Regions from separate parts of the Mus musculus genome. Here region 1 is linked to region 2. A link is a contact called in public promoter capture Hi-C data. All regions are on one chromosome and are shown on one strand. The core of a region is the stretch at or near the end of the contact, and the rest is flanking DNA. Distances in the headings are between cores, read along the strand shown. Region 1 overlaps Piezo1 (piezo-type mechanosensitive ion channel component 1). Region 2 overlaps Zc3h18 (zinc finger CCCH-type containing 18).

The links. Capture Hi-C pulls out chosen DNA fragments and counts their contacts.
Region 1: a promoter capture Hi-C map of adipose tissue shows a contact between it and region 2. The contact joins two enhancer-like sites. A contact is called at or near these places in 6 of 39 promoter capture datasets (the 3T3-L1 cell line, 3T3-L1-derived adipocytes, hippocampal neurons and 2 more), 2 of 115 datasets of contacts at active chromatin or transcription factors (both in embryonic stem cells) and 3 of 9 other capture datasets (adipose tissue, liver and pancreatic islet).

Annotation. Positions count from the first base shown.
Region 1 is chr8:122,527,985-122,533,770 of GRCm38.p6, forward strand. All of the region lies in intron 1 of Piezo1 (piezo-type mechanosensitive ion channel component 1), which reads right to left. Among named protein-coding and RNA genes, the nearest start is that of Gm26497, 10 kb to the left of the region's middle. Within about 2 kb of position 4,232, at least 15 of the 459 cell types and tissues checked have an H3K27ac peak or open chromatin away from gene starts, as enhancers often do. A contact at or near this core is called in adipose tissue, where this site is marked.
Region 2 is chr8:122,396,267-122,402,487 of GRCm38.p6, forward strand. It overlaps Zc3h18 (zinc finger CCCH-type containing 18), which reads left to right. Exons shown (of 18, transcript NM_001029994.1): 4 at 1,552-1,700; 5 at 1,970-2,062; 6 at 2,739-2,896; 7 at 5,325-5,442. Among named protein-coding and RNA genes, the nearest start is that of Gm39270, 22 kb to the left of the region's middle. Within about 2 kb of position 2,580, at least 4 of the 459 cell types and tissues checked have an H3K27ac peak or open chromatin away from gene starts, as enhancers often do. A contact at or near this core is called in adipose tissue, where this site is marked.

The sequences.
Region 1 (5,786 bases), core at 2,982-5,481, 130 kb after region 2:
CATAGTGGGTGGGTGGGTCTGGACTGTGGGACTTCAGCAGAGGGAGCTCCTCACAGGCAAAGATGATAGGGCAGGACCTGCTGTGAGGCACTGGGTGTCAATCACAGAACAGGATCCCTCACTGGGCACATGGCCACATGCCCCACTCTCTGTTTGGCTATGCCTAGGTTAAGTGTCACCCATCATGGAGAACACAAGTCCTCAAGGCCTCTTCAACTGCACACGAGAGCCCATGGAAATGCGGAATCTTAATGTCTTGGTCAGTGTGCTGTTGCTGGGAGACACCATGGCCAAGGCAACACATGGAAGAGTTTACTGAGGCTTACTCTTAGAGGGTTAGAGTCCAGGTCAGAGCAAGGAGCGTGGTAACAGGCAGGCAGGCAGGCAGGCAGGCAGGCAGGCATGGTGCCACTGGAGCAGTAGCTTACACCTGATCTGCAAGCATGAGGCAGAGAGCTGACTGGGAAGAGTCTTTTGAAACCTCAAAGCCCACCCCCAGTGACACACCCCACCTCCAACAAGGCCATGCCTCTTAATCCTTCCCAAAAACTTCCACCAACTGCAGACCAAGTATTAAAATACAGGAGCCTGGGGGCTGATGAGATGGCTCAGCAAGTAAGAGCACTGACTGCTCTCCCGAAGGTCCTGAGTTCAAATCCCAGCAACCACATGGTGGCTCACAACCACTCGTAATGAGATCTGACGCCCTCTTCTGGTGCTGTCTGAAAACAGCTACAGTGAACTTATTTATAATAATAAATAAATCTTTGGGCCGGAGTGTGTCATTCCTAAATTCAATTCCCAACAACCACATGAAGGCTCACAACCATCTGTACAGCTACAGTGTACTCATATACATAAAATAAATGAATAAATCTGTAAAAAAAAAATACAGGAGCCTGTGAGGGCCATTCTCTTTCAAATTACCACATTCAGTCTTACCTAGACAGTCCAGTCCTGGGGTACCCTCCCTGTGACAGTAGACTTTCAGGGATCCCTTGAGGAAGAGAGACAAGGTACAGGGTACACCTCTAGCCAACAAGCTCTGCCTGCTACAACCTGTATAAATGCATGCACGGTATTAGCAGCACATCCCACAGCAAGCTGCACTGAACCACAGCTGCTGGGAGGATGCAGAGACCACAGCTGGCTCTGATGAACTCCACCAGCAAACCTGTACCATTTTGTCCCAGGAAGGTAGTGGGCTCCACAGCTCTAGTACCTGGAAGCCCTCTGGCCACCACTCATTAGGGCCATAGCTTTTCTGGTAGATGTGGATACCTGGCCTAAACAGCTCCAGCCACCCCACATTCCCACTTGGCTTTGGCTGAGACTCTAGGCTATGCACGGACTCTGACCATTGCCCTGTGATTCACCATAGCACCTCTTGGCCCTTATGTAAGCTGTCCAGGGCCTGGTCATAGGCTATCCAGCTCTCCAGGGCCTCCTCGGCACCTTGGAAGAATGTTACCCAACTGCCTCTTGCTGCTAACACCGCAGGGAATAATCACTGTCTCAAGAAGCAGCCAGGTGGAGGGAGTTCCCTGACCCTTCTAAGCCTGAGCGTCCATCTTCCCCCAGCCACACCTTGGTAAATGACAGCACAGGACAGATGGGCAGATGACATAAATATAAAGAAAGGACAGAGAGTGGATGTAAAGATGATGGAGAAGCAAATATCATAAGAGAACAGATAGACGATGGATGGGTGGACAGAGAGATGGCTATAGACAGATGGGATGCCCCTGTCTCAAAGCAGCAGATGACCCCACTCTAGCTCCAGCACCCCAACAGGAGCAGTACCAGCCAATCAGAAGGAGACCTAGAGCCAAGTTCTGCTCTCAACATCTGTGGCCACAGGCAGGGTGGCAAAGTTCTGGGCTCCACATGTACAATGGAAGGCAAGTGACCAAGGAAAAAAATCAACAATGTCAATTCTAACCGCCACACTGGTAGCCATTCTTGGTCCCACCCCAACACATGGGTACGTAGATATCACTGCCGGACAGCCGGAGACCTGGGCCCAGCAAGCCTCAGTTTCCCCTTTTGTAAAAGACCTGACCAACTCTCAGAATACTTTGTAGTCTTAATTTTTTTCTTTTCTTTCTTTTTTTTTTTTTCAAGACAGGGTTTCTCTGTAGAGCCCTGGCTGTCCTAGAACTCACTCTGTACACCAGGCTAGCCTCGAACTCAGAAATCCCCCTGCCTCTGCCTCCCAAATGCTGGGATTAAAGGCGTGCCCCACCATTGGCATGGTCTTAATTTTCAAGACTTTAAAATATGGAGGAGAAAAGTGGGGACACGGTTCCTGCTACCATACCTTCCCCATCAGAACCGACTGAAGCCAGTGCTCTCTGCCTGGGTCCCACAGTCCTCTTGCCTTCCCAGAACCCTTCCAGGGAATTGCTTTAGCTTTACTGGGGGTCAGTGTCAAGGGTATTCCAGGCCTGTGGCTGCAGGGTGTGTGGGACTGAAACAGATGAAAGCAGCAGGATTCCTGGCCTGAGCAGGGTCCCAGCAGAGCCTGGCAGGAGAGCTGTGTTGCCCAACCCTCAACAGCCATCCCAAGACCAGGATACGGAGGCCACAGGAGCCCCAGACCTGCCGGGGAAGAGCCTGGTGAGTGGCCCAGTCCTCCACAGCTACTGAGAGACTCTCTCTGGCTTTGATCACCACCCCCTTGGGGATGCTGAGGTGCTAAGTGCTGAGAGGTTGTGGTTGCCATTCTATTTCCTGGGAGGACCCACCCCTCCCCTCAAATCTCAGAGCCTCACAGCATCACCAACTCTCAGCCTGGGAGCGGGTCCTGTATTCACAGGATGAACCTGGGACACCTAGGAGAGGGGAAGTACCACTGTCCCCACCCATAGAAGATGAACTGTGCCAGGAGGGACAGAGCTATCTAGAAATGTACCACTAAGCCAGCTTCAACACCAGGGACCTTGCCCCACCATGCAGAAGTCGGGAGTAGAGTGAAGAAGACTGAAACTCAGCTCCCACTGGCTTCTCTCTTGGGACCTACTAGCCACGAAACAGAACCCAACTCACTCCATGCTCCCATCTAATGGATGGGAGCATGCTCACATTTCTTTCTGTAGCTTTCCCCAGGCTCAGGCCATGGCCTGGAGACTCTTCCTCAGCAACTCCCCCCCCCCCCCCCATCAGCTTACAATAGGCATTGATTCTCTAAGTCCGTGATCTCAGAGGCTCACAGGAGGGACCCAAAAACCCTAATTCTGTGCCCAGTGATGTGTCCTGGGGCTGGGGCACAAGGAGGTCAGTCATCTTCAGTGATCCAAACCTTCCTCCCACTCGATACCCCGTCTGGCCCTTGAACACTGCCAGAGTATCCCCACAGAGCCTTACTGGCTCCGGGAGAAGCGGCGAGCTCCCCTGGCCAGCAAGAGGAGCCGATTAAGAAGCCACTTAGGAGCAAAGTGAGGGCTGTTCCCTGCATAGGCAGGCAGGGTGGGGACAGGGACAGTGCTGGCCAAGGGCTATATGTTCAGTTCCTGGAAAAAGCAGTGAGAGAAATGACGGGCGGGTCATCCTCCTACCGCCACATCCTGTTTTTATGGAAAACTAATCTAATTCCTGATTGTGAAGCCAGCAGCAGACATCCCCTGGGGGATCCCGGGGGGCCTCAGTGTCAGCCCCATAGGGTCAGGCCCCTTTGCCCAGTGTCCAGAGTGGCTACCCTCCCTGCCACCCCACCCTGGAAGGTGGTGGAGTTCCATCTTAACCACACTCTCCCCTCCCAGGAGAAGCTGCATCGACGGGCTTCCCTACCAGTGAAAGGCAGGCTTATTTTTATCCTCAGCCCAAGCTTGGACCAGACTATGTCCCACATGGCCTCAGTGGGTCTAGGGATGGGGACAGCTATCACCTGGAGATGCCACTCAGCACAGACAAGTCAGAGGTACTAGGTCATGGTATATTCCTGGGGCCTAGGCTGTGTTGGCAGCCTCGTGGCTGAGTCCTAGCCCAGTTCCCGAATGACCTCCGGGCCTCAGTTTCCTCATCTGTAAAGTGTGTCGGCAATTCCATGTGCCTTAAAGGCTACCAAACTAGAATCACTGTATGTATGCACTGTGACATGCTGTCAGCTTGTCCTTGGCTCTCCCAGCTTCCATCCTCACCTCCTAGAGACTGCTCGCTGAGCGTGCGTGTGAGGCTGCTGAGTCTCCAAGCAGCCGTGGAAGCACCAGGCTATGGAATTCTGAGACTGACTCTTGACTCCCATGGCCTTTGACCACAAAGAGCCTTTCTTGGCTTCCTGTGGGCCTCGAAGGGTCAAGGCTGAGCTCAGCCTCTTCGCAGGAAGGAAAAGGCCTAAAGACGACAACAGAACCAGCCCTTTCCCTGGGCCAGGCTTCAGGGGCAACACAGGAAGAACAGGTGGGCTTTTTTAGGGGCTCCATGGCAAGAAACCTGTGCAGCTGGTGGGGCTAGGGCAGGCCTCAATTACCTTACTCCTTAAAAAGACAGAAAGGGAGTGACTGGCTGTCTTAGTTAGGGTTTTACTGCTGTGAACAGACACCATGACCAAGGCAAGTCTTAAAAAAAAAGGACAACATATAATTGGGGCTAGCTTACAGGTTTAGAAGTTCAATCCATCATCATCAAGGCGGGAACATGGCAGCATCTAGGCAGGCATGATGCAGGAGGAGCTGAGAGTTCTACATCTTCATCTGAAGGTGACTAGTGGAAGGCTGATTCCCAGGAAGCTAGAGTGAGGGTCTTAAGCCCACACCCACAGTGACACACCCACTCCAACAAGGCCACACCTCCAAATAGTGCCGCTTCCCAGGCCGAGCTTATTCAAACCTTGACGCTGGCTAACACTGCTTCTGCTGAAGCCCATGTGGGCAGAGGCTGAGGGACAGATCACTGGGGGTTCTGGGTCCTATTCACCATTGCCAGAAGCAGACATACACTGGGAATGGGTTCTAACGCTTTGTCTTAATTCAGCTCCCAAAGGCCGAATTTCCAGACGCTGAAGGTCCCTGCCCACATCTGGCTTTGATCGGTAATAAAGGATTGCCATACAGTCAATGGCTGGGCACTTCTAAACCTCCCCACAGCTAGCACACACACCTTTCTGGTATTCCTGAATTAATACCTTTTAAAATCTATATTTCATCTCTGACATACAGAGTCTTCTAAGACCAATGGCAGCATCAATTCACAGTCAGGCCTCAGCAAAGGAAGTCTGACACCTTCAGCATCCTTCCTGCTGGGTCAGAGATAACACTACAGCGATGCTTGAGTATCTAGTCATCACTTTCCCTTTCAAAGAAATATGCATGGTTTGGTCTTCACCTGCCAAGCCCCGAGGGAACCAATGGTGCAGACACCACGAGACATCCAGCATTCAGCTCACATTATGCATCTCGGGGCCTGAAGCAATGGCCGGTCATACCCACCCACCCTGCAGCTGGCCACATCCCATGGACAGGAGACCTTACTCAGCTTCCCCAGGCCTATGACCTGCACAGCAGGGCCAAGGACAGCAGTTGCCACATGAAGCCACCATGACAGTGTAGTACATAGGGAGTTCAGAGCAGGACTTGCCCATAGACATTCAGCCAGAGGGCCTCAAAGTGGATAAAGTCATAGAGGGCGCCCCGGCCGTGCTCCTTCGGTCAGTGAATTCTGGCTCCATTCCCTGAGCTGTGTTCCTGGAGCAAGGACATCATCAGACTTGGTAGAAAATACCCTTAGCCACTGAGGCATCTCACTGGTTCAAGCCCATTTTTAAAGATGAAGGGTTCAAAGTATAGCCA
Region 2 (6,221 bases), core at 1,330-3,829:
AGGTATGGTGAATCTCCTTTTCCCGCTTTTCTCTGTCCCAAGCCTGGGAATCCTAAAAGTCCTGCCTCTGTCCACCTGCCCAGCCGTGGACTGGTGTCATCTTTATTTACCATTCAGAGCCAACTGGGGGCAGGGTCCCTCAGTGTCTTACTTGTGGACCCTCGTGTAAGGAATTTTGGGGACCCAGATTATCATCATAATACAAGCAACATTAGGCCAAACCTACTACATTTCCCCATTTTTGTCCAATTTAAAAAAAAAAAACAACAACAACAAGTAAAGAGCACATTTAATATATTTTAAAAATCTTGAAGATCAGTCAAATATACAAGGCATACATTCTAATGCACTTCTAATTTAAAAGGCAGACTGTTAGGAAACCAGTTTAATCCATATATGTTACTATAAGCTTAATCCATACAAATGTCTACTTCTTTTGGATTATTATTATATATTCTTTGCCATTACACATCTAGAATGACTAACTTGTACTAGTCTTCCATTAATATCTGTTAATTCAGGCTGTATTTAACTATTGGATCATTGTAGTTTTTAAACGACCATGTTCTTTGCATAAAAAGGATTTAAAAACTTGACCACAGTGTTCATCCCAGAACTTTTTTCTTTTTTCTTTTTTTTAATTTTAGTGGCGTATGTATAGATGAGACAAAAGCACTGAAGAGTGGAGCAGCTCCTTCAGTAATCCCCAGCTCCACTGATTATTTGTGAGCAAAGTATCAAATTGTAGTTTGGTTGAGTTGATAAATTAAAATAGCTTAATATCATACATTTAAGGGCCAGAAATAATCCTGAAGTAGTTTGGAGAAGGCCACCCTGGGACAAACTCAACAGAGATCTGATAATATTCATGCCTCCTGTATATTTCTACCTCAGTATGAGTCAAAACACATGTCCAGCACCCACCAGAGCTCCCTGGAGGCGCCAGTGTTGCCTCTGCCCTTTAGCTCTAGAGACTATGGCTTCTCTGCTTTATTCCGTTGAGGTGCCCAGTGGTCCTGTGGTATCCAAATCTGAGGACATCCAAGTCCCCATTAAAAGATGGTGTAGCACATACCCTCCTGTAATGTAAACCCTCTCTAAGTGCTTTTATAATCCTGGACACAGCATGAAAAAGTCCTTTTTATACTATATTGTTACTATACTATATAGAGACACAAAATGTCTCTACATGTTCAGTGAAACACAAAGAATATTTTTGATCTGTGGTGAGGAGCTGGCCGAGTGACTGACCATGAACAGGCCCTTGGGGGTCCAGGCGGAGCTCCCAATAAGGGAATGGTATTTCATGGAAGTGCCTGGCCTGAACCATTGGCCCAGACCTGCCCTGCTCACCTCTGTAAGCCTGGGATACCTGTGTGCACAGAGAGGGAGATAGGCCAGGCTGTTGAGGCAGAGGTCCAGTGACCTATGTGGGCAGAACAGGTTGGATGGCTGCTTCCCAAGATGTCAGTAAGTGCTGCACACCCCAGCTACTGCCCTCCACAGTTGGGTTCTTTGGTGTCCTTTCTCACTGGACTTTTGTTTCCCTAGGAAACTGCACGTGGGGAATGAGCTGTAGGTTTATCCACCCTGGAGTGAATGACAAAGGCAACTACTCCCTCATCACCAAAGCGGAACCTTTTCCACCCAACGGTGCCCCGCCTCTTGGACCTCACCCACTGATGCCTGCCAACCCTTGGGTGCGTGAGCTCCTCTTTAGTTGCCACCAGATGGGATACCTGAGCTTTGTCTGAATCTTGCTGAAGACAAACTAGTGTCCTATGGAGAGTCAAGGAGCGCCTGTGGGGCTTGTTGTGCTTGTGTAGAAGTAGCCTCAAATGCTGGGGCACGTGGGCCCTGGGCAGGACAGCCAGCTGCGTGCAGCTAGCTGGCTTGATTGTTAAATGTCTTGTCCTATTTCTTAATAGGTTTTTAAGTACCTCAATATTTCCTTCTCATTTTTTAATAGGGTGGGCCAGTGGTTGATGAAATTTTGCCTCCACCCCCTCCAGAGCCCCCAACAGAGAGCGCCTGGGAACGTGGACTCCGACATGCAAAAGAGGTAAGAGCTCACTGTGTTCTGGGGGAAAAGCACAGGGTGTCCCCTCCAGGGGATGGGCGGGCCCAGCGAAACTGCCAGTGCCTTGACCCAGAGGGTGTGCGGGGACTCGGTGAGAACATTTCTGGGCTTCTTTAAGAAGAATGAGAAATAATATTTAGCCATCTCAGACCCAGTCTCAGGCAAATCTCAGTAGGCCAGAGAGACCCTCCGTGGATGTAGAGTTAACATTTTTAAGTGTTTCTGGCCGCTACCCTAAGCAGTGAGACAATCCCTACCTTTCTATGGGAGCTACTCCTTGCCCCCCACACCCACTGTCTGCTCTTGCTAGTTCTCTCAGGACCCCCTTTGCCTGCCCACTGTGGCCCCGAGTCTGTTGACACCCAGCCTTGTTTTGTCAGTGCCCAAGTTCTCTCTTCATGGAGATTGAAATGAAGGCCTTGCTTACACTGAAGTCTTCTGGGGCCCCCTATGCTGATCCCCAGTGCTCTCCTGTGTACATGAGTCACAGCAGACCAGTGCAGAGACCAACCATCCTCTGAGGCCCGCAGAAGCTGGCTGAGTCCTGTACTTGCCACACCCTTCTCTGCAGGGCTCGGGTTCCTTGTGTTCCTTCCAGTGGCCTTGGAACCCCTTATTTCAAACTTAATTTTGAATGGCTTTCTGTCTTTGGGGCTAGGTTTTAAAAAAAGCAACCATTCGGAAAGAGCAGGAGCCCGACTTTGAAGAAAAAAGGTTCACAGTAACCATTGGTGAAGACGACCGGGAGTTTGACAAGGAGAATGAAGTCTTCCGAGATTGGAATTCTCGAGTCCCGAGAGATGTCAGAGACACAACGTAAGGAGCCTCTGCTTGCCCTGCCCCATTCGTGCCCTGCCAGTTGCCAGTGCAAGTGCCCAGGGCACTGTCTCCCTCCGTACTCTGAATTTTGTGGAGGACCCTTTAGTTCCATGCTGGGAGGCTGCCTCTGAGGTACACTCCTGAAGTTCCTACAGGCTTGGCGCAGTCTGAACCTTTGTCTCCTTACCTCTTCCTCAGCTGCTTGGGGAACGAGGTTTTATGAAAAACATTTATGTTATATGTGTATGTATCCACAAAGGCTGAAGGAGGCCATTGGATCTAGAGCTGGGGTTCCTGGCTGTTTGAGCTGCCCAACACAGGAACGATAACTAAACTGTGATCTCTGGAATCGCATCAAACAGGGGCTCTTAGCACTGAGCCATCTCTTCCGTCCCTTTCTCAGACATTTAATGCTGGTCTTTTTTTTTTTTTTAAATCTCAATAGTGCTCGGAATGGTGGCACACACCTTTAATCCCAGCACTAGGAGGCAGAGGCAGGTGGATCTGAGTTTAAGGCCAGCCTAGTGTACAAAGAGCAATCCAGGACAGCCAGGGCTAAGAAAAGAAGCCCTATCTCAAAAAAAAAAAAAAAAAAAGAAGAAAAATCCCTCGGTAGAGAATTGCGTGTTGCAGTGGACTGTCAGACCCAGGGGAACGATGAGGCCTGGAAGGTGCTCCTCCTCTGCTTCTTCATCAGGGGCTCCTAACCTTACTGGGAAGATGATGGGTCTCATTTCTGCCTGCTGAGGGTGCACAGTGTGGGCTTAGGACATGGGGGGATGAGTGATAGTCCGTGTTGTAAATTGCCAGTTGAGTCACTGTCATAGTCTCGTAAGACTCTTCTCTGCAGTTCTCAGCTCTGTCGTTTCTGGCTACTGGATGGTAAGGGATGAAAAGAAGGAGTAAGTAGTTGTGCCTCAACATCACTGCCTAGCTACCTCCCACCTTCACCCCTAAACACACATGTCACCTGCCACCCTTCATGCCTTGGAGCTCCGCACTGACTGGGCAGGTGCGAGTCAGCTAAGAGGGTTAAAAAGTAACTGTGGTGTACAGCACAAGCTGTCCATTTTGTGGTTTGCGTTACCAGGTTCAGAAAGACTGAGAATTCCAAAAGTAAGCAGCTTATACGTTTTGGTGACTTTAACTACATTGTTATGGTTACTTTTTTAGTCCATTTCATATCTCCCCTTGTTTATAAAGTTTCTCACCAGCATGGTGGCATGATTTCCAGGTGTGAGTAGTGAGGTACTGGGGACACAAAAAGGTGCCACCCTAGCGTGTCTCCCTGGGCCTGCATCCTGCACTAAATGAAGCCCGTCTAATCATGCTTCATCGCGCTCTTGGCTCCTGTCAAACCTCAGAGGCTGCCTTCTTCCTTGAGTTTTCTTGGCTAGGCTCGTGTCTCTTTCTCATGTAGACCAAGGCTGTCAGTGTATCTGTCTAGCCTGGGAATATCCTCACTGGTTTTTCTAGGGATATACTAATGAGCAGTGCAGGGTGAACCCAATGCTGCTAAGCGTGCTCTGTCACTTCTCACTTAGTTGTTGCTTTGTGACCTTCAGGGTGAATATGTGTCCTTCCAAAGCACCGTCCCTCTGCTATCGCAAGTGGTTCTATGCCTCTGCCCTAGCTGTATGTGAGGAGCTAGGTTTCCGTGTTAGGCTTTTGTCCTGCCTTATTGAGGTGAGTGAGTGGTTGTGTGACTTGGCTCTGTCATGGGCTACTTAGGTGTAGTGTCACAGGATGGCAGATAGAGACCGTTTTTCTGTGTTTCCACCTCTCTGGGCTCCTCTTGCCAGTCTTGTCATCAGTATCTACATACACCAGCAGGTGAGGATGGGTCCTACTGTGTCCTGATGCGAGAGAATTCCTCCATGCTTCTCTCCAGCTTTGGCCTTAGTGCTGCTGCTGCTGCTACTGTTCTGTGTGTGTGTGTGTTACTGTGTGTGTGTGTGTGTTACTGTGTGTGTGTGTGTGTCCGTGCATATCATGTATGGTGTGGGGGTCCAAGGACAGCTTTGTGGAATTGTTGATGGTTTTCTAGGGCCAAACACAAAGCATCTACAGCTAGTGTTTCACTGTCCGAGCCATCCTGACAGTCCTTACAGGTCTTTTAAGAATATGTTTCTAACTCATTGAGAAAATGCCAATTCCTCTTTTGTTGAGTGTTTTCTCTAGAAATGGATACAGACGGTTTCTCTTTGTCTTCACCTGTTAAAAATCTTCTTCCCCCCAGATTGACTGATGTGTGCTGCTGTCCTATTGCTTGTGTTCTATCCTTGTGTTCTTAGCTGCAGACACCACTCGGTCAGGGTGTATTTTTGTTATGTGGGATTGGATTCTGTTGGCTTGTCTTTATGTAGAATTTGTGCTGTTGCATTCTTAAATGACACGATTTCCTTCCTTTTGGCTCCTTTTTCAGACTTGAGCCTTATGCAGACCCTTATTATGACTATGAGATAGAACGGTTTTGGCGTGGTGGACAGTACGAGAATTTCAGGGTGCAGTATACAGAAGCAGAACCGTATCATAACTATCGCGTAAGTATGATCACGTGTGTAAACTTTCCTCTTCCCTTAGACGGGTCTAACTATGTTGTACCTTAGGCTAGCCTCAAATCCATCATCCTTCTGGCTTGGCTGTACAACTAGTGCTGTGTGCTTCCTCACCCAGCAGCAGTCACTCCTCCTGTGGTGTATCCACTGTGAGCTTATTCAGTTAGCAAAATGTATTTAGCTATAGTCCTGAATTTGAGCCCAGGTTGGTTGTGCAGGCAGCCACTGGCTAGGCTTGTGGTCATCTGATGTCCTGTGAGCTTTCTTGGAATCATTGTTCCTGCCATGGTTTTATAAGGTTAGCTGTGCTGGTAAACAGTCAGTATCAGTTTTCACGAGACTGTCACCCTCATGAGTGTGTCGCTCTTAGAAGTCTCCTGAGCAGTGTCCTCACTTGTAGCCCTGTTCTTGTCCATCTAATCTGCTGGTTACAGATGTGCCTCTGGCTGGCCTTGCCATGTTGGTCAGGTCCTGAAACCTAGAGTGTATAAAGATCTGTGTGCTCCAGACTGCCTATTCCATCCTCACTCTCGGCTTGCTCGGGAAGCGTGCTCGGGGAAAGGCTAGTGAGGAGCCCTGAGTTATTATGTGCCGTGACTCACATACCACCCATCAGCTGTCACAGCACTGAAGACAAGTACTGGCTCCAGGAGTCCATAGGTATGAGCTATGCAGACTCCCCTATAGCCCAGAACCACAGCTTCCTTCCTCCTGGAGGTAGGGTGCCCGGTACAGTACTTGTTCTCTGTTCAGTCTAGTGAGTA